Regions from separate parts of the Mus musculus genome. Here region 1 is linked to region 2. Evidence: chromatin contacts called from public Hi-C data. All regions are on one chromosome and are shown on one strand. The core of a region is the stretch at or near the end of the contact, and the rest is flanking DNA. Distances in the headings are between cores, read along the strand shown.

Region 1 (4,484 bases), core at 697-3,196, 180 kb before region 2:
TAGATGAGATCTTGCATAAAACTCCCTCCAACGAGGGCCAATGAGGTAGCTTACCCTGTAAGGGAGTCACCTGCCATGTTGACTTATGATCTTCAGGGACTTCCACCCCATCCACAAATGCACACTATTGGTCGGAAAAGAACCAACATTGGAAATCTTTCCTCTAATATATAAATATATACACACAAGTTTTGGCATGCATGCACATATGTGGATACACACATACACACATAATTCATTCTCTCTCTCTCTCTCTCTCTCTCTCTCTCTCTCTCTCTCTCTCTCTCTCTCTCTCTTTCTCTCTCTCTGCCTAAATAGGTCAATAGATAAATAAATCACCTAGGGTATATGTCACCATCCACATAGCCATTCATTCCCATCGCTCAGGAAGATGCTGGAGCTCAGAGGAAGGAAGTAACCTACAGAGAGCTGAGGACTAAGCTGGTGCGCAGTGGGTAAATACATACATCCAATTCCACTCTCCATTTTATTATTTTTTTCCACTCAGGTCTTTCCCTCCCTACAGGTGAATCTGAGACACAGCTAATAGGCACTTCTGACCAGTTCTTCTGGTATCATATTTCTAAAGCTACAATGGGAAAGTTCTTTGTGACAGGGCAGCAATGGCTGCCAATGGGCAAATGGTGACACGTGTGATTCATTTTGCTGTTTATTATCCAAGCTGCCTAGAACAGGTGGGTGAAACCTTGTCTTTCAAGAAATCCGGCAAGGGAGGTAATCATTGGTTCTGGTGAGTCAGAACCAATCGCCATCAGACTTACGGCTCCCTGGAGAGAGGACTCGACCTAGTCTGGAAACTCTGAGATCAGACTCCGGGTCCATCAGCCTGCTCCAGCCATGGAGCTGATCCCTGCAACCAGTTCCAAGCTTTGTGCTTCTGGACTGTTTCTCCCACAGGCTCAGCATGGCAATTTGTTTAAATGAGAGCAGAAAGCATTCAGAGACCAAGATAGGACAACACCAGATCCCAGCCCAGTGTTGATTGAGAGCCAGATGCCTTGTGACTAAAGATATGAGTGCAGGAAGGAGAAACTATCAAAGCCAACAAAGAGAAAAGCCAGAGGGTGACTCTGTGAGCTAGGAGAGGGGGAAGACTCGCTTGAATTTCTATACATGATCTCAAAAGCTAAAGGCACAAAGGAAACTATGAATAAGTATGATAGAGTGAAAGATTTCTGTCCAGAATAGGAAATATTTTTGTATTGGACTGCATGGAAGAAAATAATTTAATATCTGAAAGCACCATAGAATTAATACTCGTTCTACAAAGACAATCTTCACATCAATAAAACCAAAAAGAAAAAAAAAAACGATGATGGATTATGGGCAAATGAAATGAACATGGGATTTAAAAATGAAACTCAGATGCCAGTGGAATACAGGAAGGGAGTCTCAGTTTGTTGGTGAGCAGGTGAGTATGAGACTGAGTCATTTTATACATAATTGGCTGGTAGAAATGGGAAGGCTGGCAGTGGCAGAGGGGACATGGAAACAACGGGAATAACAACTGTGGAAGCCGTGGTTGGTGAGTGCCTGAGCTAGCCCTTAGGTTAACTCAACTAATTCCTGTGACCTAGATTTGTCCTTTGGCATACTTTACAGCCCCAAGCTATCCTAAATACCAGAGAGCATCTCTTGCAGGGATATTTGCTGGGGTAGAGGTTGCTGGCGGGCAGGGTAACTGTACCAGTGGTGGTACATGAGGATCTAACCTTGAGGAACAGCTGCAAAGATACAGATCACAGGAGTCACTGGACAGAAGGAACTCAGCACAGAGAAGCAGGGATGCGTTGAAATGTGTGCATGGGAGATGCGGGAACAGTGAGCTCTCCACCACAGCATCACTTACCTAAGTTAGAGGAAGTAGAGAGAAGCTCACTGTTATCATCAGGCACACACAAGGAAGAGCACATGGCCTACACACAGCTGTCAGCATGCATAGCAAACAAAACAGAAGCGATGGGAACAGTGAAGGGGTGAGCAAGCCCTTGTGTGGAATCGCTGATAGGGAAAGAAATGTGCTTTAGACGCCAAACAGAACCTAGACAAGGAATAAAAAAATAAAGCCCTTATAGATTGCCTGTACAAAGATTTGGGTCACTCTCAGTGCTCATTTCTGGGCCCTTGTACCTTGTTCATCCAGCAGAGACACCCTTCAATCCCCTGGAAGAGTCCTCAGCCCAGTAATTCTTGCAGAGCTGCAATGGCTCTTCAAAGACACAAGGGGGCTCATGATGCACATGGATTTTTAATAGTGCCGCTTGTCACTCCAATTTGAGAACTAAACCCAGTACAGGCAGACACTCCCCTGCCACAAACACATCCTACTCCTCACTATCTATTCTATGCTGCCCCTTCTCTGCTGGGGGAATATGAAGTATGAAGCTGTTAGGAGTTATGAATGACAGGTTTGGGGAGAAGTCCTGAGCCACGTCAATCCTGTTATTGTGAGTGGACTGGTCTCCTTATGTAATCCTCCCTCTTGCTTTTCCTCACTTTTTATGCCCACTCCTGCCTTCCTCCACACACCCACTTCCACTTCACTGGACCCTGCTCTCCGTATGTAGATCTGCCTGTATTTCTGCCCTGACCCCTGCCTCTCCAGATGAAAACATTTGCTGCCAGAGAGCTTGTGAGTTTATTCAATAGCATATCGTAGTATCGTATGTATGTTTTGCACCCGTGTGTATCAGGGAGATGTCTTTGAACTTGATAGAAGGAAATGACCAAACCATTCCTTAGAGTTCATGGCATAGGGAGAAGGGTAGCTATCCTGACATGTGGTGACCTCTTTTTTTCCCCAGAAGCATTCAAGGCTGGATATCAGAGTGCAGAAGAGTTGATTCTATACTCAGCCTGGGTGAAGGGACCCTGCCAAGTGCAAGGGCACAATCTGTGTGTGAAGAGTGACAACAGCATCCCCACTACATGTGGCTTCCTTATTCCCTGACTCTGCTGTTCTGGGGTATATATACAGGGAAAACCATAGCGTGACTTCCTGTGACCTGCCTCCTGGGAGAAAGGACCCCCGCCTTCATCTCAGCACCCTCCAGCCAGCTCTGCCTTCCATTCTGTGGCAGTGTCAGAGCCAACGACAAGTTGAGACCTCATCATTTTTCCTTAATCAGGAACATCCTTCGAACTGGAGCCATGATGGCAGCAGTCAGTCTCAGGGAATTAACTCACCATGAAGATCATTCCATGACAGAGGCATAGTTTATCAGTTCCCACAAGCAGGGTGTAGAGGGGAAGCTAAAGGAATCCCTTAGTGGCTGTGAACAGGGCTCCCCCATAGCAGCCTGCAATAGCCTGTAGCCCCACAGTCCTGAACAGACACACTTGGTCAGGCAAGTAGACCTCGGTTTGAATCAACATCAGCACAAGGCACGGCAGGGCACTGCCCCTCTGATGCTGATGTGTACCCAGTTCCATGCCCAATCTTGTTAAAATACAGTCTCACTTGGGTCCATCCAGGGCAGATCCGGAGAATATTCATTGCAACAAGCTCCTAGATATCCCCATGTGACTGACTGTGAGCCATGGTGAGCAGAAAGGCTGGGGTCAGAGGATGAAGCTGGGTGGCAGTGACTATGTCCTCAGTGGACACCCAAAATGGCTATCCCTATGTCCTTTAGCACATATTTTTATTTGCCCCCTAAGTTGGCTTTTGTCACATCTGTGGGACATTTTAACTATGCTCCTAACTGAGAGCGAGAGGTTGGTTAGAAGGTTACCCATGGGCCTATGTTCCCTACTTGCAAAGTTTTCTTTGAATCCTTCCCTGCCGTCCAGCCAGAAGCACACCTGAGTGTGCGGTTGCTTGTTTTAAGCTGTGGAGGAACATGAGAGAACCTTGAGAATAAAGACTTAACTGCTCATATGGCCACAGAGCAGGAGGCTGGTGTTTTCTGCTCCAGTCCTTTAAAACAGCTTGCAGGTGCCTGCCCCATCCTTTCTCTGCTTATTCACTTAGGCCTGCAGGGCTGTATTCTGGGGGCTGGAGGTCTGGCACAGAATGGACTGGTCCATTCTGGTATTGTGTGGTACCCCACACCCTAGTGTGGTACTGGGAATGAGGAGAGTATGGATGCAGGGTGCTGTGGGGGAGAGGGTCATAGGACATGGGCTAGCCTTTGGTTATGCCATTATATATTAAAACAACAACAACAACAACTCACAACAGAAGGTGGTTTTGAAATAAAAGCGATCTGAAACCCAGATGCTAAATGCAGCTAGAGCCTGAAAGCCTCTTTGTAACAGCCCAGACTGGGTTTGGGACTTTGATGGGACAGACTCCTCTGGCATTCCTGATGGTAGACAGAATGTCTTACGGGGAGAAGAAGGCAGCACCAACAGAAGCTCATGCTGATGGGTTTCTGATGTGGGGCCCATGGTAACCTGCTGAGCTTTCTTCTGAGACTCCCTGGTGGCCTCTGAAGAGTTAAGCCTTGTGTTCTCATTAC
Region 2 (4,573 bases), core at 1,705-4,204:
AAAGGGATGGAGCAAGAGGTAGGTTATGAAGCACAGGTCTTAGGAAGTTATGTTTTAGGTTCTGAGTTTTGCATCTTCCAGCAATGGTCTTGGGTTTGTCTGTTATCTGTTGCAGCTTTTCAGTCCCCCCTCCCACCTCTTATTTGAAATTGGAAAAACAATAAATAGCGTCATTTTACAAAAAGAAGATAGGCATTAAAAATTAAAACTTCATTATAAAGCCAAAAGAAAGATTTTGGGAAAAAAGCAAAACAAAGAAGCCAGACAACCAAAGTCAAGCAAACAGGAATAATAATAATAGTAACAATAATAATTCTCATTAGTCAAAACGAAGTGATTAATAAGCCCCACAAGAACTTGTTCATAGGAAACACAAATTCACTTATTAATGGGCGTTTCTTAATTTGCTACTAAGTTGACCAAGGTAGTAACTTTCTCATTGATACACACTGTTATGTATTATAATCTGATTGTATGGTATAGCTGCTAAGGCATTACAGGTTTAGAATTATTGGAACCATCGCACACATTTTCATCACATATTGTCAGTTGTAATAACGATTTCGACTGCAGCTGTGAAGTACAGGGACAGGAAACAGCTAGGTGCTTGGGTGTCATTCTGGCTTTGCCACCAAGCTGTGGCATGTTTAAACGCTTTACTCCAGTTTACTTATCGGTAAAATTAAGATAGATAATATTACTTTCTTCAATTGGGAACTTCTACGATGATTATATGAGTTAGTATACGTAACTGTGGCACTTTGGTTAGTGTACGTATGATTGCAAGCACTTAGTGTATATGTGCTACAGTGAAGCTTCATTCAGCCTTAGGGGAAAAGCACCTGAAGCCATCATGAAACGTCACCGAAAATCCTGTGTCTTGCTGTGTGTATATATCTCTGGGTGTGGGCTGACATAGTTTGTACATGAATGGACTCTTTGTTATTCATTTATTACTAACTACTTACTACAGAGCAAGAAATAGGAGCTGAGCACTCCAACCCTCAAATCCATAATACAGGAGGCTTTCAAATCTAAACATTTTTGACTACTGACATGGTACCACATGTAGAAAATTCCACATTTGATCTCCTATGACAGGTCATAGGCAAAATGCAGTCGTGATGAAAACATTGTATAAATTTACCTTGCATAGTGTCAGTAAATTTGATGTTTAGACATGGGACCCATCCCCAAGATATCTCCTTACATATAGCCAAACACTCCAAAATATGAAAAACTCCAGCTCTACAACACTCTTGGCTACAAATTTTTCAGGTAATTAATGCCCAACCTGTGCTCTGAATATTCCTCTCTTACACCATTAATAAAACTTCCTTTGATGATATCTGTATTTAAAATAACATAATAGCTTTCATTTTGGGAATAATAAATGTAATGACATAGGTTACACACAATGTTGACAAAAACGTGAAAATCAGGAACAATTTTTTTTGTTTGTTTTTGTTTTTTTGTTTTTTTGAGGCAGGGTTTCTCTGTATAGTCCTGGCTGTCCTGGAACTCACTCTGTAAACCAGGCTGGGCTCGAACTCAGAAATTCGCCTGCCTCTGCCTTCCAAGTGCTGGGATTAAAGGCATGTGCCACCACGCCCGGTGAAAATCAGAAACAATTAATATTTTATATTGTCATGCATTGCATTAATTCTTAAGACATTTGCTATGATATTTTTCTCTTAATAAATTATTTTATTAAACCTTAAAATCACTGAATTCTATGCTGAGAAGGGTGATCAATAAGCTCTCTAAGAACAACAAGAACACATACATACACACACACACACAAATATCCCTATTTGTGATGTTTGCTGACTTCTGTGAGGTACATACTCCTATCAGGTCCAATTTCAAGTTGACAATAGTTTAATTGTCCCCTGAAATTCCTGACTAATTGACCAGCAGTGAACTGCCCCAGACTTTGCTTAATAAAAGTTGGAAAGCCAAGTATAAAAAAAGTTCTGTTCAAGTTAATCCCATTTTGACCTTGATGGCCTACCCTTTCAACACTATGTAAGGCTAAGTGTCTAAGATTTTAGTAGGGAGTGAGATTCTCCTAAGAAAAGGGAGTCTGAGTTACAGCATCCCTGAGACTGTTTTCATTCCACCCCGTGCTTTCTTGGATGTGTGCTGCCTGTCTCTTTCATAGTTGTAATTGTGCACCATTGCATCCACTTGCTTCTGACCTATATCACCTGTGAGGTTGTATGCCTGCTTTAGCACAGACACTGGGCCTTGTCTTCATCCCATGGCCTGAAGATTTATGCTGCATCAGGAGCTGGATGCTGAAACACACTCGGCTGTTAGGGTACATTACATGAAGATATGACTCTATATAATAAATTCTTAATTTTGGACTGGCAGAGAGCTAAATGCTAGCAAGATGTTTGTATTGTTCCTTCCTCACTTGCTGAACGAAATCTAGAATCTTATCTGATTGGCTGTAATAAAGATCTGATGGCCAATAGCTGGGCAGGAAGTGGAGGGCAGATCTTCTGGGCAGAGAGAAAGACAATGAAAGAAGAGATGAGAGGGAAGAGAGTCAGGCAGCAGACACGGAGGTTAAGGGTCAGACTGGAGCAGAGCAAAGAGGTAAAGCTGGCTATGTGGCAGGATGCTGTGCCAGGACCAGTCATGTTAGAGTAGCTGGGAGACTGTCCAGTAAATGGCCTAAGCTTTAAAGTATTAAAAAGTCTCTATGTCATTATTTAAGTAGCCAGTGTTCCGGGTAAGTCCTGCTATATTCAGCTACAAGCTGAGCCTGCTTTCAACTCCTGGGTATGTATCTAGATATTGTGTACTTTCAGGACATAGATGAAAGGCGGTGCCCTTTCCATCTGTGCCTTGAGTGGAGGGTGATTGGCATTGGCTAGAGTAATGACATTGGAGGAAGCAATGGATCCCTTTCCTCACTGAGACCAAAGACAAAGAGATGGTTGGCCTGGCACAACCATCTGCCTCCAACATCTACCATTTAAATGACACCTAGTTTTGGAAAGCTATACACTATCTAGTCAGTGAACTGACAGAAGAGTCTTTTATTTTTATGAATGATGGACGGGGAAAACTCATGGTCAAGTTATCTGTGTATGAAATACTAGTGCCACGAGAGAAACTGGCATATTATTTTTCTGCACATCTAGAATTAGCAGGCATGTTAAGTGAAGGTAGCAAAGTTACCCCCATGGGCATGTGAGATCCAGCTGCAGGCCTGCTTCATCACATTAGGGAGTGACAATTAATTCAGTGTCACTCTGAGAAGGAGGTTCACCCAGTGTTGCAATGTCTCAGCTTCTATGGCCTTTCCTGAGCAAGTAGTGGGGCCCAGAAATTCATTTTTGTGCTACTCTGAGGTTAGGTTAGGGGTGACAGTCTCATCCTGTATATTCTTTAGGCTGATCATTGGGGACCTGTGGCCAAATCTTCTGTGAGTCATCCTGGGACACGGGTTTCCTTGCTCACTTTAGGATGCTAGCTTCACCCCTCATGAGGCTAGATGCATGATGCTAAGTTTACTTCCCCAGCAGCGCCAGAATCCTAATAGCCCATGGAGCCCAACCTGCCTCACCTGTATAGGGTCACCCAGCACACTCTGGGGGGCTCCTTAGAGCACTTAGGACAAACAGCAGCAGAACAGGAGGGCCCGGTAGGCTTTAAAATTGAAATATGGATAATCCATTTGAAACCCCACAGCCTGAGCAGAAGTAAACTAAAAATCAAATCAAATTAGAAGCACGGATTCTGTCTTCCTGGCTTTAAGATTACTCACCTTTGAATGTTAGAGTGAACGAAACCACAGTGAGAAATTATTCCATTGTCCCCCTGTTAGCAGATAGGAAATGCTCGGGACTCATGATGCCTATTTGAGTTGCTGGGACCAGAGAAAAGAACTGCCTTGTTTCATTCCTGGGTCTTTGTTTCAAAAGGGAATTGTATGCTAGGCCTGCTGTTTCAGTACTTGGACGAATTCACAAATTGAATTCTCAATTCAAACTCAGGAGGTCAACATTAGATTCTCTGCTCTCCCAAACCTGAGTCACGGAGAGGTTCAATAACATCCTTAAAGCCATGCAGTATGTGAGAGCTGAGCTGGAACTCAGACTGCATCTCATTTTCTCAAACTCCGCCATTCAGAGTAAGATGTTTTTGAGACCTGAGCTATAAGAACACTTGATATGATGACAGCCCCATGCATTCCCATCTATGCCCAAGAGCCTCAATCAGTTTTCTAGGAACTAGTGAACTCCCTCGATCATTGTTGAAGAAGTGGTAAAGGAAAAGGATAAAATGGTAATATTCAAACCATGAGAATTATAGCAAAAGTATAGAATATTAATTACTAAACAAAGCTTATCCTGCCAGAAAGAAAATCAAAATAGAAGGACAGGCTAGGGATAAAAGGAGATGAAGAGGCCATCAATCAAGTCTTTATGCTGAGGAAAGATGGAGTTTTGCACAGTTCTTCATTTAATGACTAGTTACTGCACACTCTGTTCCCTGATACTGCTCTTAATTTAACAGGCAGCTAACAGTGTTCTCCCTCCATATTCCTTATTTC

The links. Hi-C and Micro-C count contacts between places; a contact is called where the count stands out from the background.
Region 1: a contact with region 2 is called in a Hi-C map of the N1E-115 cell line, with 2.7 times the contacts expected there. The contact joins two enhancer-like sites. A contact is called at or near these places in 4 of 484 Hi-C or Micro-C datasets (the N1E-115 cell line, cerebellar granule neurons, neural progenitor cells and 1 more).

Annotation. Positions count from the first base shown.
Region 1 is chr9:28,245,768-28,250,251 of GRCm38.p6, reverse strand. All of the region lies in intron 1 of Opcml (opioid binding protein/cell adhesion molecule-like), which reads right to left. Among named protein-coding and RNA genes, the nearest start is that of Gm39313, 150 kb to the left of the region's middle. Within about 2 kb of position 1,946, at least 43 of the 459 cell types and tissues checked have an H3K27ac peak or open chromatin away from gene starts, as enhancers often do. A contact at or near this core is called in the N1E-115 cell line, where this site is marked.
Region 2 is chr9:28,066,787-28,071,359 of GRCm38.p6, reverse strand. The region is part of intron 1 of Opcml (opioid binding protein/cell adhesion molecule-like); the gene reads right to left. Among named protein-coding and RNA genes, the nearest start is that of Opcml, 280 kb to the right of the region's middle. Within about 2 kb of position 2,954, at least 1 of the 459 cell types and tissues checked has an H3K27ac peak or open chromatin away from gene starts, as enhancers often do. A contact at or near this core is called in the N1E-115 cell line, where this site is marked.